Linked DNA regions of Sus scrofa: regions 2, 3 and 4 are each linked to region 1. A link is a contact called in public Hi-C and targeted proximity ligation data. All regions are on one chromosome and are shown on one strand. The core of a region is the stretch at or near the end of the contact, and the rest is flanking DNA. Distances in the headings are between cores, read along the strand shown.

The links. Hi-C and Micro-C count contacts between places; a contact is called where the count stands out from the background.
Region 2: a contact with region 1 is called in a Hi-C map of liver, with 4 times the contacts expected there. A contact is called at or near these places in 1 of 47 Hi-C or Micro-C datasets (liver) and 1 of 2 datasets of targeted methods (alveolar macrophages).
Region 3: a Hi-C map of embryonic fibroblasts shows a contact between it and region 1, with 8 times the contacts expected there. A contact is called at or near these places in 2 of 5 promoter capture datasets (fetal liver and liver), 11 of 47 Hi-C or Micro-C datasets (alveolar macrophages, blood, brain and 5 more) and 2 of 2 datasets of targeted methods (alveolar macrophages and skeletal muscle).
Region 4: a targeted proximity ligation map of skeletal muscle shows a contact between it and region 1, with 6 times the contacts expected there. A contact is called at or near these places in 2 of 5 promoter capture datasets (fetal liver and liver), 5 of 47 Hi-C or Micro-C datasets (alveolar macrophages, embryonic fibroblasts, fetal heart ventricle and 2 more) and 2 of 2 datasets of targeted methods (alveolar macrophages and skeletal muscle).

Annotation. Positions count from the first base shown.
Region 1 is chr4:14,931,958-14,934,610 of Sscrofa11.1, forward strand. It overlaps MTSS1 (metastasis suppressor protein 1), which reads left to right and starts at 1,333. Exons shown (of 15, transcript XM_021088945.1): 1 at 1,333-1,981. The coding sequence starts at 1,910. LOC106509968 (a long non-coding RNA gene) reads left to right here and starts at 1,990. Exons shown (of 2, transcript XR_002343109.1): 1 at 1,990-2,653.
Region 2 is chr4:14,698,369-14,701,021 of Sscrofa11.1, forward strand. It overlaps SQLE (squalene epoxidase), which reads right to left and starts at 1,345. Exons shown (of 11, transcript NM_001101026.1): 1 at 590-1,345. The coding sequence starts at 880.
Region 3 is chr4:14,764,572-14,767,224 of Sscrofa11.1, forward strand. No RefSeq gene overlaps it. Among named protein-coding and RNA genes, the nearest start is that of ZNF572, 43 kb to the left of the region's middle.
Region 4 is chr4:15,061,022-15,063,674 of Sscrofa11.1, forward strand. All of the region lies in intron 3 of MTSS1 (metastasis suppressor protein 1), which reads left to right. Among named protein-coding and RNA genes, the nearest start is that of NDUFB9, 51 kb to the right of the region's middle.

The sequences.
Region 1 (2,653 bases), core at 83-2,582:
TAATACCGTTAGCATTAAAATCATAATAATGAATATGATTAAGAGTCAACTATCTGTCAAGCACTGTTATTGACAAAGTGAAGATGAAACCTTATGCATCCAAATGACCTTGGAGACAGAAGCCAGTAGGTTGCCCAAGAGATCAGAATTCCAGAAGTAACACCCCTCATGATTTGGGGAAGAGGGGTGGAGAGGGGGGTTGTGGTTAAGAGTGGGGCAGAGTGGCCCAGGGGAAAATGATTTTCTGCAGCTGATCTGCAGCTCCATGCATTTCTTTGGCTCAAGCCGTTTTCAAAGCCAGCTTTTTCCTATTTCTGAGTCTGATATAAGTCTCTCCAGCATTTTGCACGTGGTTCCTCATTACCTTCCTTCCCACACACCTATTTTCTTTTTGTCCTGCTTTGTGCTTCAAACCCAGCTCAAAGCTCAAGGGTCAAGGGAACAGCCCAGACTCGGGGGCTTACGCTTGAAGGTCTTTCAAAAGCTTTTTATTTGATTCCCCTCCTCCTTGCCTAGTTGATATTGATCTAAATGAGGGATCTCTGTGCAGTTAGGCGGTGGAATTGGGTAAATGAACCACCAACCCCCAAATCAACCTGGGCCCACTTGTGCTTTTTCCAGGTTAAACCTCTCCACCAGGCTCATTGCAGTGACGCCAACACCCGATGTCTTCAGTGCGCCTGGAAAACAACGGTCCAAGGCACGAGCAGTCAGCAATCTCTATAAAGTAATGAAAATAGCACATGGAAGTTCTAACGCTATTTATTTTGCAATGTCAAATCAATCCACTTTCCCAGCGTCCGGCAACTTGATTGAACTGGGCATCCCGCTGCAGGATACGCCTCCGAACTCTCCTTAATTACATATTCGGCTGTTTGCAATCAAGACTTGGCGTAGCAGTTCTGATAACACAGAACGAACGGGCCTCTTCTCGGAAGCCTGCAGTAGCAGCGGCGGCAGCAGCAACGGCAGTTTTCCCGCCCTATCGAGCGCTCCCTAGATGCGAGGTACTGCGCTAAGCGTGCCAGCGTGCTTGTCCCCGAGGTCGGCGGCTGCACCCTCCGTGCCGGGCGCTTGCAGCCATTGTCGGGTGGGCGCCTAACCGCGTGCCGACACGCCCTCTCGGCTCCGCAACCAGCCGCCTAGGAGAAAGGGGGCTGCTCGGCGCAGGAGGCTCCCACAGGGGCGGAATCCTTCTCGCACCGCTAGCACGCTCACCCGCCAGCCGGCTCCTCTCCGAGGCCGGCGCCCCACGCGCCTCCCGGGCACGCGCTCCCAGCCCCGCCCGCGTGCGGCGGACGCACGGCCCCGAGAGCGCGCCCTCCCCGCGCCGGACGCACGGCCGCGAGCGCGCGTGCGCCCCTGCGAACGTCCCCGGGAGCCCAGCTGGAGCGAGCGCCCGGGCCCGGCGCGCAGGACTGAAAAGGAGGCGGCGGCCGTGGCTGCGAGCAACAGATCCCGGCGTCTCGAGCAGACCCGTTCTTGCAGCTGGGCGATTTTTTTTTTTTTTTAATTTCAAGAACGTTTGTTAAATTAGAAAATCTTGCATTTTTAAATGGCGCTGGCCCCGGGTCAGCGGGCGGTTTTCTCTTTTTCAAGATGGGCTTTGCTGTTTCTGCCGTGGGCACCAGTGGTGGCCTGATTGTCAGTCTTGTCCGGGCATTTTTAAGGCCAGGAGCAGAGCACTGCATGTAGGCGCCCTACAGAGCGGTTTGGCTTTTTAAATTATTTTATTATTTTGGGCAGAGAACAGTCGATCTCGGGCATTTCGTCCTCTTTGCACAAGAGGCTGCGAGTTGGAGGTGGGTCGCTCGGAGGGTGAAATTACTCCCGGGGTGAGCGATCCCCAGCTCCGCACACAGTCCAGGCGGCCCCGAGTGTGTGTCCTGTCCCTGCTGGCGCTGGGAAAATGGAGGCTGTGATTGAGAAGGAATGCAGCGCGCTCGGAGGCCTCTTCCAGACTATCATCAGCGACATGAAGGTAGGACGCCGGGGGCGCGGCTGCGGCGGCGGCGGCCGCCGTACAGTGACCTCGCTACCAGGCTTCGCCTCCGCCCCGGGCCAGCCGCCGGGCCCTTGCCTGCGCGGTGGCCGCCGGCCACCTGCGGGAGCGCTCCGGCCCGGATGTCACCTGCTCACCCGGGGCGCCGCTCCGGGCTAAGCTGGGTCACCTGGCGGGCGGCTTCTCTGGGGGTATCTGATGCCCTCTGCCCTGTCCCCCGCTCATTGTCCCAGGGGGCGGCACCATCTCGTTTCCCTGGGGGCCAAGGGCCCCGGCTCCAAGTTTTCTATTGTCTGTCGCTGGACGGAGTGTCTGCGACCCGCAGAGGCTAGATGCCTGGGCGGACACCTGATTCCCTGGGGTTCGGGGTGGAGGCGCCTGGCGTGGTAGTGGGGAGAGCGTGGGAGCTCTGCCCAGCGGTGGGAAGGAGCTCCCCGGCCCATGAGACTGAGAGGGCTCCCACGTTGGCTTTCAGATTCACCTGGAGGTGATCGGAGCAAATTAGGTATTAATTAGGCTCTTCCAAACCTGGTGAAGGTGTGCATACCTCCCCTCAGCCCTCCCCGGGGCGCGGAGCAGAAGTTCCGAAGCAGTCTTGCGGTGGGGGAGCTGAATGGGGGCTCTTCCTCTGGATGAGGATCCCAGCCTGAA
Region 2 (2,653 bases), core at 95-2,594, 230 kb before region 1:
GAGCTGTGGTGTAGGTCGCAGGATCCCGCGTTGCGGTGGCTGTGGTGTAGGCTGGTGGCTACAGCTCTGATTAGACCCCTAGCCTGGGAACCTCCATATGCCGCTGGTGAAAAAAAAAAAAGACCGGCCTTTGATTTAGGAACTGGACTGAACTGCAAACATCAACTAGTCACTCACAATGCAATCCTTACCCAAGGATAATAAAACAAACTTTTTTCTTCTCCAATCACAGAAAGTGATTCTGCTCTAGAGATTCCAACATTTCCTTATCTAGGGATTTCCTAGGGATTCAAATATTTCCTTTCACCTCTCATAATCAAATCAACATCCATAATCAAATCGATTTCATTTAGCATGGGCTCCACCAACTGCTAAATGAAACAAAGGTTTTCAATCAAGCCAAAGAGCATCAAAGATGTCGCCAAGGAACAGTCAAGAGCTTAAAACCCAACTGTATATAAGAAATCACACCAGAGTATCTAACCGACTGCCTTTCGCCCTTTAAATTGCAATATTTACATTTGAGCGACCCCGATCCGGATTTTAACATTAGACCCTCACCCATTCGCCCACTCTGAATTCAACCTACCCTCCTAGACCCAAGCTGCTCTTTCTTTTCTGAACCAGTGGGGGATTTGGCCCAGAAGAAGCCAATTAAAGGCAAGGCTGACAGAATATCCGAGAAGACGGCGAACTGGGAGCCGCTCTGCTGGCGCCCGAGGAGGGCCCCATTCCGGTAGCGACAGCGGTAGGACAGCACCAGCCCCAGCGACAGGAATACCAGCACGCCCAGCAAGAGCTCCTTGTTGGCCAGAGAGACGAAGTCCCCGCATTTCTTATAAAAATAAGTGAAGGTGGCAATGCCGAGAAAGGTCCACATGGTTTAAAGGCTTCTTCGGTGACACCGGGTCAACGGTGAGATCCTCTTTTTTTTTTTTCCTGGTTAAAGTTTTGGTGCTTAGATGTTCTCCCCAAAATGTGTTGTCCAAAAAAAGCGCGGGGAACCGGCCAAAGTCCAATAAACACAGTCACAGGATTACAATTCAAATCAGACTAATTTACAAAATCATTAAAAAAGTAAAAAGTACTTGAAGAGGAGTAAGTTGTCCCGGATTTAAAAAGCTGTATTTAAAAATCAGCTGCTCCAACAGCTCCCGATCAGGCTCTCCTCTTTTAAGCAATCCGTGTGTTTACTTTTTTTTTTTCTTCTTTTTTTTGAGGAGGGAGGCGGGCCCTAGGGGTTACTGTGGATGAGGTCCTAAATTTTGACGGTGGCCTTTCGTGCTGTAAAATTGCTCTTCTCTCCCACCAGCAGCAGATGCCCTTTCAGAAGAGGAACAGGGTGACAAGTATCTTGCGCTGGGAAAAACGCGGCCGCGCCACCTCCGACAGCGACGGTCCAGCCTGGGCGGAAAGCGCGAGGGCTGCCGGCGGCGCGGAGTGAGTACCTCTCTTCCCTGGGACCGCCAAGCTCGGGGGAACCGCAGGTCTGCTTTCTCCCACCAAAGACGACCTCGGACTCGAGACTGCAGCTCCGGCGCTGGGAAGCGCAGCCCCCACCTCGAGACCTCCACCAGCCCCGGAACCTTCCAGCCGCCGAACGGCAGTTTCCAGAGCGCTCCCCTCAAAAGGCGGCGGCGGCCCCCCACGGCCTCCTCACCAGCATCCCTCGCGGACCGCAGCTGTCCTCCCAGCGCTGCGCCCCAGCGGTAACCAGAATAACCGCCTGGTGCCCTTGATGGTTACCGGACTCAGAGCGCCTTAGAGGCGGCTGGGCTCCGCCCTGGCTAGGGACCGGAGGGGGCCCCGCCCACCGTCACCGCCCATCGCTGTGGCCAGCCAATGAGGACGCGCACCTCGCGGTAGGCCGAGATGGCGCTATGCCGCGTTTGGCCAATCGCAGGCGGCACGGCCCCCGCTGTGATGCCGGACAGGCGCTAGAACTACGTTGCGTGGTGTGAGGTGGGAAGGCGTGCGAATGGATCCTGCTGTCCGAGTGGGAGGGTGGTAAGGTGCATGGCTGGCTCCGGAGGGAGTGGGAGTGGAGTAGGTTATACCCCGAGTCTCGTGGCCCCAGCCGCTGGGAGGTGGAGGTGGTTCCGAGGAAACCCCTGCCGGGAGGTCCGCCACCCTCTGTCTAAACATCTCCATTCATTCCGCGAGGTTTTGTGGACCGCTTACTACGTGCCAGCCCAGGTTTCACAGAGATGAAGTAGGCCAGCCTTTCTGTCCTGTGCCAGCTGTGTATAGGTGATGGTAGAAGGAGCTACAGGTGCGTGGATAAGATGACATTCAAGCTGAATCTGGAAGAAGGAGTAGGCGGGTGTTTGCCGGAGAAAGAAAGGAGAGGATGTGCCAGGTGTTCGCTTAAATCACCCCAAATTGTCAGGCATCTGTGAACGTGTTAATGTGCTAGGGCTAGAGGTCCACTGATGCATTAGCCTCTGTTCTCTCAAGATCAGAAATGGGGAGAGGGGTGCAGAGCAAAGAAGTAAACTAAACCGAGGTGTGTCATAAGTGCCCTGGGTAGGTATTTCCTGTCGTGACTCAGTGGAAACCAATCTAAGATCTGGCACCTGTAACTCTGATTTGACCCCTAGCCTGGGAACCTCCATATGCTGCATATGCTTGCCTCTGAGCAAGTTACATGAAT
Region 3 (2,653 bases), core at 115-2,614, 170 kb before region 1:
TTGGACTGTGTGACGGACAGTCCATGGAGGGAGTGGTGACATGTGACTCTAGTGACCGGTAGCATAAGATTCAATCATAAAGGCATTTTCAGCTTCCTTTGTGGTCTCTTGGGTTGCTCACTCTGGGGGAAGCCAGCTGCCATGGCAGGAAGGCAGTGCAGCCCTGACAAATGTCCACAGGGACATGGAGGACCAGCTTGGCAGCAACTGTCAATAGAGTGAGCCACCTTGGAAATGGACCCTCCAGCTCTGTCAAGTCTTCACATGACTGTAACCCCCCTGGCAGCTGAGGTTCAACTTCATGAGAGACCCTGACCCAGAACTGCCCTACTGAGCCCTTCCCAAATTCCTGATCCATAAATACTGAGTTTTGGAATTCCCGTCATGGCACAGTGGAAACAAATCTGACCAGGAACTATGAGGTTGCAGGTTCGATCCCTGGCCTCACTCAGTGGGTTAAGGATCCAGCGTTGCCATGAGCTGCAGTGTAGGCCAGCAGCTGTAGCTCTGCTTAGATCCCTGGCTTGGGAACCTCCATATGCTGTAGGCGCAGTCCCAAAAAAGCAAAAAATAAAATAAAATGCTAAATTCTTGGTGTGATTTGTTATACAACAGTACGTAACTGATACAATCCTATAGTCATGGAGTTTACATTCTAGTGGAAGAGATTACATGAATAGAATTTATCTGTTCATTTATTCAGTATCACCTGATACTGGCAGGGTGGTGGTGGCTGGGATTACAGCCGCCACAAGACACTGGACAAAATCTTTGCTTTCCTAGGTTTATGATCTAGTAGAGAGAGCCACGAAAATAAGAAAATTCTGTAAAATATTAGGTCACCAGTACTAAGAATAAAAGAAAACCAAGCAGGTGAGGTGAAAGGGAGCACGGTGGGGCTGAGCAGCAGCTGGGTGCTTGTAACATCTTGGTGGAAGGAAGGCATGGCCATGGCCTTTACCTGGGATCACCACAGGCTGGAGGAAGGCCTAAGCCCACTTTCTCTCACTCTGGAAAATACCTTGGTGCCTACAGATCCAACCATGGGCTGGCACTATTCGCCCAATGCCTTCCACCTCAGCTGCTCTGATTGTTTATAAAAGGTGACCCCATGCCCATGAGCTGCTTGCTGTCCACTTCCCATTCTGCTATTCACTGAAAGAGATACTGTTCTTCAGACCAAGCTCACCACTCTGCCTCATCCATTCCCACCTCCCTGGAGCCTCCTGATACCCTTTCACCCCAACCTGCCCTTCTTTTCACGCACCACTAGGTGGAGGTATACTAACACTTACTGGGCGCTTCCCATCTGCCAAGCTCCGCCTTCCCTCCGCTTCTGCATGATTTCATCGCCTGCTCATGACGCTTTGTACACGTCCCATTATTTTCCTGAGGTTAAGGCCCGAGGTCATTCAGCTATTAGGTGGCAGAGTTGGAATTCAGTCCCACATCCCTTTGAATCCAGACTTCATTCTTTGGCCAAGATCACCCACTGAGCTGGAAGAGCTCAGAAGTCACCTCATTTATTCCTCTGCTTCTGCGCAGGGCTGAAGTTAGATTAGCTCCAAAAGATTATGAATAAGTATCTTAAATTAGTGCCAAAGAAGAGGGGAAAAAAAAAAAGAACCCTAATAGCTCATTACAAGCTATACTGGGATTTTCGAGTTTCATGTTCTTACTAATGCCTAACAGTCGACCCACTTGATAAACTTGTATTAAGTGCCAGCTATGTGTTAAGCCCTGTGTCATGACCGAGTTAGGCATGGGTTATCATGGAAATATAAAGAGGGATGATGGACAGACTGGCAAGTCAGGGCAGCCCCCAGGTGATGCTAAACAGAGCCCTGGCCATCTCGGGAATGCCAGGCAGCAGAGGGGGCCATGCAGACAGATGGAACAACATGTGCAAAGTCAGGGAGAGGGGACTGAGAAGGGCTCATTTCCGAAAATGGCTGGAGTTTACAGGAAGTGTTGGGGAGGCATGGGCAGTGGGATTAAGAGATGAGCAGGAGCCAGATCAGTGCCAAGGTAAGGAATCTGCTCTCTCTGAAAAATGGGGGGTGGGGTGTGTGTGCGATTTAAAACTTTGAGGTAAGGTACTGCTATAGTAGAAAAATTATTTCATTAGTGGTATGGATGATGAATGGGAAAGGCCAATTAGGGAGAATACTGCAATGGTTTAGGTGAGAAATGATGGCTAGAGGAGAGAGAGACAGAGGTGGAAGAGATGTAGGAGAGATTTACGAGTAGACTAGTTCAGACTTGGCAACTGCCTGGGCGTGGGGGTATGGAGAAGGCAGGCACAGAGACTGAGTCATCCAGGTTCCTGGTTTGGGCACGTGGGTGGTGCTGAGATGGGAATCAGGGGGAGGAGCAGGTTTAGGGAAAGATACTGACATCTTATTATCCCCAGGTTCCTTAGGGCAATCCTCGCTTCACATGAGGAAAGGAGACTCCAAAAGCTGAAATGATTGGCTTGTATTCACATGGCCGCCACAGTGTCAGAGGTGAGACTCCAACCTACGTCTTTCCATTCATGGAAAATATCAGTTCCCCACCCGAAGCAGATTTGCTTGGCAAGGAATGTGAGGAGAGCTTAGTAGAGCGTAATGTGTGGCAAAGCAAACATTTACCTGTGTTAACTTGCCATGTT
Region 4 (2,653 bases), core at 115-2,614, 130 kb after region 1:
TGTTGCAATCAAGTAAAATAACACTTTAAAAAAGGAAAAAATAAAAAAGATAAGGAAATGTGTGAATTTGCAGAACAGGAGAACCAGGTCCAAGAGAGCAGGCTCCGAGTGTGTTAATTTGGCTCACCCAGGTCATTGGAGACTCTGGTTTCTTCTGTGTTCTGTCCACAGGCTGGGCTGCATCCTGAGGCAGGGGTTCCCACGCCCATAAAGCTGGCTGACCGCAGCCACTGGGCAGCCTGCTTCCTGTTCACACTCTGTGGGGGTCCCTTTGGTGTGTTGATCTTAAGATCCAGGAACATTTTCACCAAAGGCCTCCCCAACAACCGTCTCACCATTTTTGTCTTCTCCCCAAACCAGCCACTGCCAAAGGGGATGGAGTCAGATCATTGCCCCAGATTAGGTATCTGGGGATGAATGAATGGACTCTGGGGAGGTGACCCCCGTGCTCCATGCACTCTCCAGATTAACAATTCCTACTCCTCTTTGGTCAGCAGAATAATGGCCCCCGCCACTGCCACCCCGACATCCATGTCCTCATCCCCAGAACCCGTGACTATCTTATTGTACACGACAGAAGGGGCTTTGCAGATAGGATTCGGCTAAGGATCTTGAGAGTATCTTGGATGATTAAAGTGGGTCCCTACAGCTCAAGAGTTCCAAGGAGGGAGTTCCCGGCGTGGCTCAGGGGGTTAAGAACCCGACATAGTGTCTGTGAGGATGTAAGTTCCATCCTTGGCTTCTTTGCTCAGTGGGTTAAGGATCCAGTGTTGCTGCAGCTATGGCGTAGGTCGCAGCTGTGGCTTGGATTCAGTCCTGGGCCCTTTTCCATATGCCACAGGTAGAGCCAAAACAAGAAAAAAAATTAATAAATAAACAAAAGACAAACCCAGCCCCTTATCCTGCCTCCTGGTATAGCCCGAACTGTTACCATTTCTCTCTGCAAAGGGACATTCAGTACGGGTGCTGGATACAGGAAAAACTGAAACAAGGAGAATCTCATCCTCACTCACAAGCTGCTAAGTACGTCTCAGTCATTTGATTCCATAAATATTCTCACGGTCAACTCGGGGCTCTTCCAGCTGTCTGCCCTGGCTTGGTCACTCCAGCTGGCTTCCTCGGAAACTTTTTCAGACCTGCTGTTTTTGTTTTTTTGTTTGTTTGTTTGTTTGCTTTTTAAAGTATTAGCAGGGGTCAGGAAGAGCAGAAGACACAGTGAAGCACACCCACAGATAGAGCTATTTTTAGGGGGGCCCCCAGTGGCCGAGATCAGCAGTAATTCCAGTGGGTTGGGTGGGCCCTGAGGTCTGTGGAGGATGTCGGCTGGCTGTCTCCTGTCCTCGTGCCACTTGGATGCAGACACAGCTGTTGGGAGGTTTTCTCCTCCTGTCGCCGGAAGGCCTGTGCTGCAGCGGCCCCGTGATGGAGCGCACGCAGCATGTGCCCCAACTGCTTGTTATCACTGTTCAGCTGTTTCTGGGAAGCCCTGGGCTTTCCTGGGGATGACAGATGACCAGGGGCAACCTAGGAAAGCATCTGGGAAGCCAGCAGAAATCATGGAGCAGAGAAATGGGGTCAGGGAGCCAGGCTGAGGGGATCTCCAGCGGTAGTTCTGTTTTGGGGAACCTGAGGCGTGGCTCACCATCTAAGCAGCTCTCCATCAGGCAGCTCTCTGTAGCCACCTAGCAAGGATCGGAGCCAATTCGATCATTCGAGGCTTAGGAGCCCAAACTGGTGAGCTGGACTGTGAAGCCCTAACACCTGTAAGGGTGTGTGGCTACGTTAACAGAGTGTCTGGGCTTTTGGCTCTGCCCTGTCCCACCTCGCTTTGTCTGTAGTGTCCCACGCTGAGTGGCTACACGCATGGGCTCTGGAGGTTCAGCCTGGGCTGGATTCCCGTTCACTAGCCGCGTGACCGTAGTCACATTACCGAGGGCGCTTTTCCTGTCGGTAAAATGGGGATGATGATAACACCGACGCGCTTGGGCGTGTCGTGCAGCTCAAATGGGTTCACGTGTGTAAAGCACGCATCCCAGGGCCCAGCACATGCTCCCCTGCACACAAACCACTCACTTCCTGGGACCCAGAACATCACTCTCCAGCGCTTTAGGTGACTGCGTGTGCTCTGCCATGGTGTGGCCGTGTCCTAGGCTTTATCACCCCCCCCCCGCGCCCCCCCCCAGAACAGGATGTTGTTTCCAGCTTTTTCCGCCGTAAACAGCATTTCTGTGACTGTCCTCATAGGTGTGAGGATTTGCTCTCACCCTTGATTGTTTCCTCCAGTAAAATTTCTAGGAGTCGAATTGCTGGGTCAAAGAGAGGGCTTGTTTTTAAAGGCATTTCTTAATAGAGGCTGCAAAATTTTCCTCCCGGAAAGTACTAGCTTATAGTCCTCCCACCCGTGAATAGTTTCCTTGCTTGCATGGCCAGGCGATTAACTTTTAATCAAATGAAGGCCCAGGACAAACGGGAGCTATTTCCCTGGGGATAAAGTGTTCCTGGTCCTTGCTTATAAGCAATAAACGCTTCACAACCTGAAGTGAGCCCAGAAGGCACGTTGCTGGTGTGAAAACAGCGCCCTCTACTGGTTTTCCCGGTGGAGCAGCGTGAGCTGCAGTAAAGAGATGGCCAGGTTCAGGTGGTCGCTACCTCC